Regions from separate parts of the Zea mays genome. Here region 2 is linked to region 1. A link is a contact called in public Hi-C data. All regions are on one chromosome and are shown on one strand. Each heading gives the region's core, a stretch centred on a gene start, on an enhancer-like site or on the middle of the called end of the contact. The rest is flanking DNA. Distances are from core to core; before and after follow the strand shown. Region 1 holds the start of LOC100275489. Region 2 holds the start of LOC100278008.

Region 1 (6,142 bases), core at 204-2,703:
TACTACTCCCCATCCCTGGTTAGGGTATGGGTTCAGTTTCCAACACATAAAAAAAAGGACGGTGATGACCATAAGTGCTGAACATAACAAAATAAAGAAGAAGAAAAAACAAAAAATATGTGCTTAAAGCAAAGGTATAAAACTAAGATATTTCGTTTTTTTTGCCGATCAAAAATGCGATTGAGTGCAGATTTATGATAAGTATTTCCTACTATAAAAGAGAAGAAGGGTTTAGCCTACTATAGAGAGAAGAATTTAAAAGTTTAAAAATGGTTACTTAAATGCCGCTAGATGCACTGATTCTAGCAAGCTGTTCGATCGTGCCGGCGATTTGAGAGCTGTGTCTAAGTGTCTTACCGAATGGCTCGAAGCTGTTCTTCATCCTAATATGCTTCGATGATCTGCGAGCTGTTCGTGCTGAATGCTTTCTGACTCTGTAGCATGTCAATGGGCCCAAGGAGCAGTGTGCCTCAGGCCTCAGCCCACGAAGGGCCTCTTCTGCGCAGCTCCTTAATTTGGCCCATATCGTCCGCTCCTCCTCCCTCGTGCCGTGCGGCATTGGCAAATGGCAGGTATTCACGCTGTACTTGGGAGTCTGGGACGGAGAGATGCCAGTTCGCAACGCAAGCACCAGAGCGGCAATCTTGCCGTGTTCCGTGCCCTCCTTCGGCTCGATCCGTTAGCCCAGCCATGCAAACTGTGCAAATCTGGACGGATCCAGATCCAGCCGCGCCATGGGTCGAGCGAGCCTGCTAGCACCGGGACGGAAATGCCCCCCACGACGCGGCGGCGTCTATATATGGGGCGCCAACTGACCGTCCAGTGCCCGCCCGGCGAGTCGAAATGATCCGTCGTCGTCACTGCCACTGGGCTTCTTCCTTTCCTCCCTGCTGCCCAAAAGCTGGACGCGTCGACCACACATGCTCCCCCCTGACAGCGCCCCAACCTTCGCTTTACTCCCCTGTTCGCCCCCGCCCCCCCAGTACTTCGCCACTGCTCCGTCTGACTAAACCACCGCCCCCGCCCCACCCCTGATCTGACTGTTTCTCCAACTCATGCGGCTTTGTTTGGATAATCTAGTCTAGTATTCAAAACGCTGTGTGATTTCTGTTAAAAAACGGCGAATAAATTTCGCCAAGCTTTAACATGCGCCGCAGCTCCAGGCCGTCCGCCTCCGGTTCCTGCCTGATCCGAGGGCCCGGGCGACGGCGTCCGGTGCTCGCTGTTGCGGGGCGCGCGCATCGCATGTCTTGCCCGCCCGGCTAAGCCAAGGCCAAGCCAGCAGGCAGCAGGCAGTGCCGAAAACTGCACCGTCTAGCACTATTCTAAAACTCATCACTGCATCTGCATCCCCATAAATAAATGCGGAAGCATGAGGGAGGCGGCATAAAAGGCAAGGCGGAACCAAAAGCCCTCGCACTTTAATTTGCACCATCCCCCCCAAATCTCCATCTCCATCTCCACTCCACCCTTACCCGGCTGCCTGCCCCTCCCCTCTCTCCTCTCTCTCTCTCTCTCCCATCCAGGCCTCCTCTCCCCTCTCTGCCTGTCGCCCATGAGGATCAGGCGGCGGCCGCAGCCCGCCGCCTCAGATCTGGCCGCATCCACCGCGCCGCAGATCCCGCCGCCGAATGCCGCGAGGAACCGCGGGTGGCTGCTGGCAGGCGAGGGCGAGGGCGAGGACGAGGATCGCGAGGCCAGGATGCTGCGTGCGAGCGCGGATCTCGCGCACGAATCTGGAGCCAGCAGGCGCATGGCATTGCCGCAGGTATGTCTGTGTGTTTCCAAGGACCGGGTTCATGGAGGAGATGGTGACTAGCTAGATCTAGCTGAGGCCGTTGTTGCTCTCCCGTGGCTGCCGACTCCGCAGGACGACAATGCGGCGGCCGTGCTGGTGGTGGATCGCGGCGGCAGGAGCTTGGGCGCACCGCGTGGCGCTGCTGATGGCCGCATGAGGTACGCGGATTATATATAAGCAGCTGCACACGGAAAGAAGAGAGAATGGTAGCAACTTTGCTAATTCTGACGGCACGATAGGTTCTCCTGCTTTTGATCTCCTTCCTCAGTACCTGCTCAGCTGTACTGTTCCATAGTGTGCGATGCGATGCCATGCCATGCCAGCTTGACCCATGAGGTAGGGAGGGAGGGAGTCCATGGGTCGATCCAGTTTTATTTTAGTGCACCACCTGTCCTCCCCACTGCAGTCAGCCAGTGTCAGACAAAACACCCCTGTAGCTGTAGTGTAGTGTAGTGTAGTGTGGGCACGTCCTCCCATGGCCATGACCATGACCATGATCCATCCGGCGCATGACATGATTCCTGCTCTGCTCCCCTAGCCCATGCCCATGCCCCCATGCCGACGGCCGGCCGACCCCTCTTGGCTTTGGTCGCTGCTCGACACTTTGGGGGTGCTGCCTACTTGTTGTCGATCACAGCGAAGCCTATTAGCAGCGCCTAGCGGTCTTGGTTGCACTTGCATTGCACCCACGCGTGATCTCGCCCGCGCGGCACACGTTACCACCACCACCACCAGAACTGAACTATTCATTCATATCAATAACATTACTTACCTACGTCTTGTCTACGTGGCTCGCATTGGAATCACCACTCCCGTACGGGCGGACATGTGTTTGCGCTCTGCAGAATCAGTGCGGTGAACGGCTACGATCCGGCGGCGGCGGCGGTGAAGGCGGAGGCGGAGGCACGACGGGAGACGAGCAACGGCTCCGTGCATCCCGCCGCGCCGGCGCCGGCGCCGCCCGTGGCCGTGGCGGCGGCCTCCAAGGACGAGGGGAGGAAGCAGCAGCAGGCCGCCGGCAAGAAGCGGCGCGGCCCCGCGGTGCTGCTGGAGGGGTCGCGGTGCAGCCGCGTGAACGGGCGCGGGTGGCGGTGCAGCCAGCCGACGCTGGTCGGCTACTCGCTCTGCGAGCACCACCTCGGCAAGGGCCGCACGCGGACCGCGGCGGGTGCCGCCTTGGCCCGTGGCGCCGCCGCCGGCGGCGTGGGCCGGCTCGGGCGCACCGAGCACGGGGCCGCCGCCGCCATCGCCACGGCGCCGCCGCTGCCCAAGGCCGAGGGCCCCAGCCTGCCGGGCTGCTAGCAGGCTAGCTAGGCGGGTCGGGACTGCGGAACTCTTTCGTATCGTCCGATCGGTGTGGGTGGCGGTGGTGGTCGTCGCTCGTCGGGCGATGTGAACCCTCGCCCGCCGCGTTTCGTGGGAGTTTGGATGTCGGCGGTGGCATGGCATGGACGCACAGTGAAGCGACCCGGCGTTCGTGGCGTGGTGGGTCTCTCGCTCTCTGTCTCTGCTGCCGACCGACGCCGTGCCAGAATTATTGCGGCTATATATATATACAATACACATATGCGAGTTAGTTCCGCGCAACTTGTATCATTCATCGGTGCAACTTGGGGGGTGTAAAAAATTGCTGGAGGCGGCGAGCATGAAAAAATGTAGAGAAACGGAGAACTGCAAGCTGGGATTCATGCAATCAATCAATCAATAACGCTACGGGCGGGCACACCTTTTCGAATTCCCCCCACATGTTCCCTCTTTTGTTTTTTTGTTTCCTCATCAAAACTACTGTATTTTGCTAACCCGGTACAGTGGCAGCAGCAGTACTGTAGTGTTGGTTGTCGGTCCTGGCTTTTTGTGTTATGCCATTCTGCGATCTCAGCCGTCCAATCCCGCACACCAGTTTTCCACGCAGAAAAAAAAATTAAACCATTAATGCCTAGAAATCGAACCTCGGATCTATTGAGTAGAATGCCTAGCCTTCCATCCTCTAGCCAACATAACTCATGTTGAATTGTGTACAACTTTAACTAAAACGTCTTTTGTGTTTAACCCACCGTCCACTCTGTATGCTCACTGAGTCTAGAAAAACATTTATAGCTTGGCCCCTGATCTTTCTGGAATTTGGGACGCAGTCCAGGAAATAAAGAAAATAGGGAAAATGAGTTTAGAAATTGATTTTTAGTTTAAAAATAAAGAAAATAGGGAAACATTTATAGCTTGGCCCCTGATCTTTCATACTTTTATAATTAGATATTTATTTATCCTATGTTAATTGGGTTAATCTATGTCTATTGGATTAATTTATTTAATATATTAATATAGTATTCTAACTTTGTGGTTATACGATGTTTGACCATTAGTCTTGCAAATATACACTTACCTTTTTGTTTAAGCAAAAGCGTATGGTGGTACGTGTCCAATGACTAACGATGTACGAGAGAATTTCTTCCGGTATGTGTGAAACGTGCTCTCCAATAATGAGACCATACAAATCGTGATATATATCAAAGTCTGCATGATACTGATGGTTGCAATGTAGTGGTGAAACAGATAGATTATAAATAACAAAATTTATGTATGGCCAGAATCACAAATTGATTATGAAACATTTTCTCATAACGGTATAACACATATTTTGTATATAAGTTATCGTAGTATACTGGTATTATATATTCCCGTTGCAATGCACGTGCATTCAGCTATCATGTATAGAAGTCTGCATGGTACTGTTGGTTGCAATGTAGTGATGAAATAGTTAGATTGAAATAACAAAATTTATGTATGGCTAGGATCACAAATTAATTACGAAACATTTTCACATAACAGTATAACACACATTTGTTCATAAGTTATCAGGATATTAAATGTTTCCGTTGCAACGCACGGGCACGCACCTATATGTGTTTATGTCTACATCTATGACAGGAAACACATCTACTACATCTCTCTCCAAGCTCACTTGCTACCATTGCACAATGCGTAGTAGTAGATAAGTATCACCGATATTCTTGAATTATATTTTTGGATGGAGGTAATATTATTTAAAGAAGAGCTTTGCATGCTATTTCTTTTGTTTGAATAATGCATTATACTTAAATTCCCTTTTTTGCATGTGTGAAATTTTTTCTTCGTAATATTTTTTTCCATGGATCAGACTTGTGAGTCATTTTCATAAACCAACGCCAAGCATGAATCCATGTTTCCTACTTCAAACCCCGAACAAACTCCATGAGCAAGAGGCATTCGCGTTGTCGTCGCTCATCGATGACGAGAAGAAGTTTGGCGACCGTCAGTTCGACCTCTAAAAGCAGTCTTACGTGGTCGCATGCGCCGCTGTGTACGACAAGCTCCCGCGAAGCCGCCGCTTGGACGCGGTCCAGAGCAGCTGCACCGCGCTGTCCATCGTTAAGCAGGGGGGCCTCATGGTTGTCGCCAACGTCGACGACTCTCGGGTTGTTCTGGACACCGCATCCGACGACGACGCCATCACGCCGTCCAGCTCATCGTCCACCTGAAGCCCAACCTGCCACGTAAGTCGCTACTGACCGGACATGAATTCTTGTGCGCTGGGACGATGGACGTTGCTGACGTTGTGTGAGTGTCCTCGAACATGATGTATGTAGTGGAATAGCACATTCGGTGGTGCAACGGCCAGGGGTACTACCTCGCTGATGAGCCCGGGGTGCACTTCGTTTGGCAGCCCAACCAAGAGTCATCGGTACTCGTCATGTCGCGTGCGTTCGACGACTACTATATCGAGGATTGTGGCGTCATCTTGGCGCCGGAGGTGACACAGAGGAGGATCGACAACAGTGACCAGTTCATCATCCTCACCACCGTTAGGGTAGCTTTTGTGCCGTCCTGCCTTTAATTCTCTTCGCAAACACATACACACTTACCTTTTTGTTTAAGCAAGAGCATATGGTGGTGCGTGTCTGATGACTAACGATGTACGAGGGAATTTTTCCGGCATGTGTGGAACGTGCTCGTGCTCTCCAATGATGAGACCATACAAATCGTGGCATATATTGAAGTCTGCATGATACTGATGGTTGCAATGTAGTGGTAAAATAACTAGATTAAAATAACTAAATTTATGTATGGCTAGGATCACAAATTGATTATAAAATATTTTCTCATAACAATATAACACAGATTTTGTATATAAGTTATCGTAGTATACTGGTATTATATATTTCCGTTGCAACGCACGGGCATCCAGCTAGTATGTATGAAGTACGTACCGACACCTTTATTCTGACGTTCCTGCGATAGCACGGGACGCGGGCACACGGCAAGGACAAAGCTGTTGAGAACTATGTTACCACGGATCACCAGATCCGC
Region 2 (6,773 bases), core at 4,158-6,657, 370 kb after region 1:
CAAGTCCAAAAGAGCTCAAACAGGGGCCCAAATATGCAACTTGGAGTGAAATATGGTATACTGTAAGGTTTGCACCTTTAGATATGTTGCATGGGTCTATTACAATGTTTCTAGTACTTGTGTTTGGGCTTTAACACATTTTGTAGAGAAAATCACTTTTTGGACTTGAGTTGAGCCATATATCACACCCTGGAGAAACTATGGGAAAAGTATGTTTCCTACACATAGTCAAATGGATTAGGTGCTGCGATTTGCTCTTGTGTGTGTACTATATCTCCCTCCCTTACTCTAAGTTGTGACTTTGATCTTTTGTAAGGCTATGAGAGACTTCAAGTTATGGAGATTCCTCACAAATGGGAACACTTGAGATATAAGGAAGAACCGTGGCACTCAAGTTTGATCTACGTGATCACTTGAGAGGGGTTCATTGCAACCCTTGTCCAAAGGAGGACACCACAACATGGAGGTAGGCTTTTGCCGAACCACGAGACAAAATCGATGTCTCACTTGTCTCATTTACTTTCTTGTGATTTTCTTTCTTCCTAAGTTATCTTTTCTCACTTGTGATATTGCTCTTAGTATAATTTATATCTTGGAAGAGCAATCAGGTGAAGGAAACTTTTCTCTCCTTTTCTTGTCTCAAACTTGGTTTAAGTTTACTCTAATCTCATTATTAGACCAAGTTTAGTTTGTTTTAAGTTATTTTTGCAGGATCACCTATTCACCCCACTCTATGTGCTCTCAATATGCACCGGACATGTCTAGTGGCATGTCTAGTGAATGCATCTGATACCTCACACAGTTAATGGCTAGGTTGTTGCCGTTGCGAATATAGTCATTAGGAAGGCACCTAACATGTCCAATGTAGAAACTAGTGGTGCATCGGACATGTATAGCGTTCTTGATTTTAGTACACCAAGAGGTCATGGTTAGATTTTGAATTGGGGGTTATAAATAGACCCCTTGTCTACCTTTAGCTAACATCCCTTCACTCCTTACACTTGAAAACAACTCTTGGGGTAGACAAATACACTCCACTCAATTGCATCTTGTAGTTCATCATTTGGGTGAGATTGGAGAGCTCCTATTGTATCGCATATTATTGTTACATCTTGTGGCATTAGTTGAGTAGATTTGGCTAGTTTTACTCTTACTCTTAGTGATTGTTAACATCTACATGGCCCAGAGTTCGTGGGATCATTGAGAGACTATTAGAGATTGCCACTGGTTATGATCATCATTGTGAAGGGATGATGTTTTCATTTCACGTGGGAGATTCATGAAGAGCAACTCTAGTAGACTCGTGGTTTGTTGGAGTACCTTTCTAGAGTGCTTCTTATATATGATGCCCTCGTTATGGGCTTGTGTATGATGTCATTTAGGCACGAACCACCTAGCATGGATTCACCACAACAAGGACATAGGTTGCGAAGGAACCAAACCTTGGGGATACATCTTGTGTCATTTGTTTCCTCATGTTGTTTGCACTCCTTACATACTCTTGCAATTACATTGATCTAGTTTTTGTACAATACTTTCCTAACTAGCCATGCATAGGTTATACTCAACAATAATAATTGTTACTTAATATCTCTTGCTAGTTACTAGTTTGCTTTGTTTATTATATTCTAAATACCAAGCTACTAGAATTTTTTAGGAGTTGCATGGAGTGGAGCTAGAGCAAGTATACGCTTTCGTGCCACCTTTTATTCTAATCAACTTTGCACTAGTGATATTTGCGATTTTGTAGAACAATATTTACAAGCTATTCACTCCCCCCATCTCTCCATCTAAATCATAAACAAGTTGTATCATGCTTGGGCGCCATTTAGAAAAAAGGCTTAACAACCTACAATGAAAAAGATGGATATTAATTATACTAATAAATCTCCTCACTTTGATGGAACTAATAATGATTATCAGGAAAAGTGGATGTGTTTGCACTTAGAGGTTTTGAGACGGAAAATTTGGGGTGCAGTGCTTGATATGACCACAGTAATGGTGGGGTCCCCAGCTCGTACTCCGCGTTGGCTGGTTAAGCTATAGCGCACGGGGTACCTGTACCCAAGGACACTGACAAATATACAACAAAATTTACGTTATAATTGAAGTTCATAATGTTAACTCTGATAAATCAAGTGGCTCTCAAGATAAAGATGACAACCTAGATGATGTGAGAAGTATACAATTCATCAATGCGAGGAAAACATGACGATTGGTGATACGAAGCAAAAAGAGGTGATTGATGTGGAAGATGACAATGAAACTATCATGTAACGAAAAAACTAGTCGTTATTTAATATTTAATTACCTTTATGTATGGACAATCATAATAGTATTGAAATGTTGTTAAAGACAAATATTAATTCTTTAGGTATCTTGTGCACTAATTTTGAGTGCTCATGAGTATTTGTATCAAAATATTGCATTTTTTAGAAAAGATCATTTTTTTATTAGAACGCATGTAGTATATAAAAAATATAGATATAGCAAACAAAATAGGCTATTTCAGCAAAACCTCCGTTTCATGCATCCGAAACTGTTATGTATCTAAACAGTATGCTAATGAATCCTAAATTCAAACTGTTTCATGATAAGTCCTATATATTTAAATTCACTTTTTTTAAAAAAAAACTATCGCAGACATGTCGTTAATATTAAAGCTTTGTTTGAGACAACTCCAGCTCTAAAAAATTTGGTGAAGTTAGTGGAGCAGGTCATTAAATGCTCCATAAAATCGGGGAGTTGAAGTTTTAAGCTTTTAGATGACATTTAAATAAGTTATTTTATTTATTATTTAGATTAAAAATATTTTTAAAACTATTTAAATTGATATTATAAACTACAACTCTATATTGGAGCTGGAATTTGGAGCCATTACAAATACCCCCTAAACAAGGATCTATCGTGTATGAGTAAGGGCATGTTTGGAACCACCTAGTTTTTAAGAAACTGATTTATAAAAAATTGAGTTGGTTCCAAACATATCAATTTATGTCTTAATTTGTAGAAATTAGATTTCCGGTTTCTTAAAATTTAAGAAGCTCGCCTCTGCTAGTTAAAAACTAAAAAACCGATTTCTTAAAAAAATGGATTGTTCCAAAAAAAAAAGGACCTAAGCTCCGTAGAGTGTCCGCCCCTCCGTAGCCACCGTACCCTCTCCGCGTTAAGTCCGTCCCCAGTCCTCCCTGTAGCTGTGGCCTGTGGTGGTCCTCCCGGGATCGGAAAGCCTCGCAGCATCTCATCCGCGTCCGCGTCAATCCGATGAGAAATGCGGGACTATGGGCTGCACCTCTAGGCACGAACGAGAGAGAGCTCATGAACACTAGAGGCCCGAAGTCCATTCTCGGCCCATGGAACTTTCTAGTATTATTGTTTCATGCGCCGGCTTCCAATCCGCGGAAGGAATGGCCGAATGTGTATGGGAGCTACTGGCGAACCGCAAATATCATGTCCAGGAATATCAAGAATGTGAAGCCCAAACCTAGAGGCTATTTGGATCTTTAGGTTTAACCTTTAGTTGAGTCGTATCAAATTTTAGATACCGATAATAATGACTAAACATAACCTAGTTATAAAACTAACCGTATAAATCATGGCTAATTCGTGAGACAAATATATTAAGTTTAATTAATCCACGATTTACTCACGAATTAAACATGTGCTAATTATGGATTAACTAGTCTGTTACCCGTGTGTTGCGACTGCTCACAACAATACCTACGTAAATTATCCACCAAAAAGATCTCAAAATTTTTTATTGATTATGTTCGCTCTTCGCTTAATAATTTTTATGAACGCAAGGGTACCATAGACAGCAAATCAGAGACCCCTATCCCTCGCCTCCCCACTTCCAAGGTTTCGTAGAGCAGGAGGGGAAGCGAAGAGGCGCACATACTCGTTGCCGAAGAAGGACACAACTAAGACATGGGCATCTGGAGACGGCATAGGTAGTATACTGCTAGACATATAGGGAGAGAGCACGCAAGTGGAGAAATAAGCCCAGCCGGAGCAGCTCTAAACCGAGAGGCACCCGCACCAGGCGTCAATCCGACAAGGGCGAGAGAATACGAGTGTCTTCCCAGTCCTAGACCCGCCGAAGCGACACAACACCACCACCAACTCCGTAGCATATGCTGACTGTTGTCACGCTACGGGCCTTGGTTGTCCAATATCTCAGACCTGTACTCCTCATCGCCAAGATAACCTAAGCGTGGCAGGCGCCACCATGTCCTCCTCGACGGCACGCACGGAGAAAGGCCAGAAGCATGACTGACTCGCCCCATACCCGCGTCGGCGAGCGGCTGCGACCGTGGGCGGGGCAGCAGGTTGGGGAGGAAGAACCGGGCGAAGGCCGGGAAGACGAACGGGACGTCCGACGATGGCGAAAACGATGGTGCGCACATGATGTGAAACATCCTTGTGGTCGTGCAATAGCCATTGCGTGAGTCGATGTCGGGGCTGGTGTCGGACGAATACGGGGAGGAGGCGCATGCTCCTACGCCCTTTGCCGAGAATGAGGTGGCCCAACGCGATTATTTTTTTATTTTACAAAAAAAATATATATACATTATGTACAATTTATATTCAATATTATAAACATCTGAGCATGATGTTCTACTGGTTAGACAGCTTCGCCCAGTGTCCCACACCATTCTTCTATCAGGGTGTGGGTTTAAACCCCACCCACCTTTTGTACCGTTTTTTAACATTTTACGCTGAGTTGATTTAGAAGAAATGTATAGACTTTTTTTTGTAAAAAGTTGACACAGGACGACCGTTGAAACTGATGCTTTAAGTATAGTACAGATTAGTCTTAATAAGTTTGTCTCGTGACATAAACAATTAGTTTTATAATTAGCTAACGTTTAAACTTTTAAATTTCTATCAAAACATCTGATATCCCAAACTAGACTTTAGTCCAGTAATACAAACACACACGCAGACTTATTAAATTTGTGTTTGGTTCGGCTTTCTAAACTAGATTTGCTGCCAAAAATCTAAAATATCAACTAAACTGGTACAACAACGGAATAGATTAAAAATCTATAGATTTATCTAATTCAATTCGGAATCATCTCCTACCTCATATTCTCCAGATTTCTAGAGTTATTATGGTCCGTTCATATCTAGAACCAGATTTTTAGAAATCTATAGCTATGTCTTGCATATGAATTTTTAGATGGTTCCGTGATTCCGTCCTTCACCTTTTCACTGATCCCCTCACCTGGCCGGCTGGCCCCCAAATCGGATCCACCTCGACAAACCCGCGAGCGGGCTTCTCCTTCTGGCACGGCCCAAAAAGTAACCGTTGCGTTTTCCCAAAATCCCCACATCTGCTCCCAGATGTCCCCCATTTGGCCATTTCCCATCCCATAATATACGCGGCCGTTGCGCTCTCCCCCATTTCAAACTCGAACCCCCTCTCCCCGCCTCGAGCATCGACCGGAGGGGGAAGGCAAGGCGCCGATACGTTCTCGGAATCCGAGGCGAAGCGGGGTGGGGATCGGATGGTGGAGGCTAGCGCGAGCTTCATGGTACCCGGAATCGAACCCTCGGCCTCGCCTCTTTCCGGCCGTCTGTCCCCGCGTGCGCGATCGATAGGGTCGCCGTTGCCCTCCCTGGTATTTGCTGACCATGGGTGATCTTTGTTTGCGAGCGCAGGATAAGGTCGAGGCGGCTGCAGGCGACGCCGTCGTCTACGGGGGCAGCGTCGGCGTCGCGGACGCAAGGATGGAAGATGAGATGGCGCCCGTGGAACCCCTGCCGGAGCCTCCCGACGAAGGCGGGCCCGTTGCGTGGCCCATGCCGGAGTTCTGCCCTCTTACGGTGAGCGATTCAATTCCAATCCCCCATTCCCCCCTCGATTCGATTCGACTCCCACGCCGCGCGGTCTGCTTCCGCCATCGGCCGCAACTGAAGACGAAACGTCGTTTTGCTTGTCTGATCATCAGGTCGATGGGGCGCTGAAGGAGTCGTTCCTGGAGACTCTGTGGAAGGACGCTGCGCCGGAGATGGAGCGGCCTGCGCGAGAGGCGGACGAAGCGCTCAGCCCGGAATCGCGGCCGTCGAGCAGCAAGCGCCACCGCTCCGGCACCGCCTCGCCGTCGTCCAGGAGCAGCCCCTACCGCAACATCCTGCAGGTGTTCCAGCAGTGCAGGCAGGACGTCGTCGGGGAGACTCTCACCAAGAATTACTGAAGCCCACGAGCGATATCACGGCTTTTCGCCGCTTGCTTGCTCGAGAATATAACGCTTGCCATTTTGACTATTCTTATTTATGTGACTGAAAAGGGATAGGGAGTTTTTTGTTCTTGTGTAAAGATCGGATATAAAAGTTACAGGACCTTAGTAAAGAACGCCATAGAAATGCAGTTCGATATTTCCTTTTTCATATGTTACAACTTATAGTTCGATTTGTGACATGCGTTTCAACGAAAAGTCCCTCAAGCAGAACAAAGAGCTGCAGAAAATCGAAAATGATGGTGCAAATAAGCAAAGCTTTATTGCAAACGAGGGCATTGTTACAGAATACGTTCTATGACGGACACGTTACAACATATACATCTAAGATCTTAAGTGGCCAGTTTGGCCAAAATCACCATATCTAAGATCTTAACTTCGTATGTTTCGTCAAGCCTCACTATTCCGTCAGAACCATCTATACCTATGAGCTTTCCTGTGTACCCACGGAAATTGCCGTTCAATATCTTGATCCTGTCGCTCTTCTTCGGCCTGATGACCTCGACCTCGTTCGCAAGGACCGTCACCACG

What was found. A called contact is a pair of places that touch in the nucleus more often than the background predicts.
Region 2: a contact with region 1 is called in a Hi-C map of endosperm, with 2.9 times the contacts expected there. The contact joins the promoter of LOC100278008 here to the promoter of LOC100275489 in region 1. A contact is called at or near these places in 4 of 25 Hi-C or Micro-C datasets (bundle sheath, ear, endosperm and 1 more) and 1 of 3 datasets of contacts at active chromatin or transcription factors (leaf).

Annotation. Positions count from the first base shown.
Region 1 is chr9:10,674,369-10,680,510 of Zm-B73-REFERENCE-NAM-5.0, reverse strand. It overlaps LOC100275489, which reads left to right and starts at 1,453. Exons shown (of 3, transcript NM_001149551.2): 1 at 1,453-1,768; 2 at 1,871-1,956; 3 at 2,644-3,536. The coding sequence starts at 1,556. The coding sequence ends at 3,100.
Region 2 is chr9:10,304,662-10,311,434 of Zm-B73-REFERENCE-NAM-5.0, reverse strand. LOC100278008 reads left to right here and starts at 5,407. Exons shown (of 3, transcript NM_001151010.2): 1 at 5,407-5,537; 2 at 5,665-5,829; 3 at 5,955-6,392. The coding sequence starts at 5,511. The coding sequence ends at 6,200. It overlaps LOC103637903 (putative transcription elongation factor SPT5 homolog 1), which reads right to left. Exons shown (of 22, transcript XM_008660913.3): 22 at 6,480-6,773. The coding sequence ends at 6,575.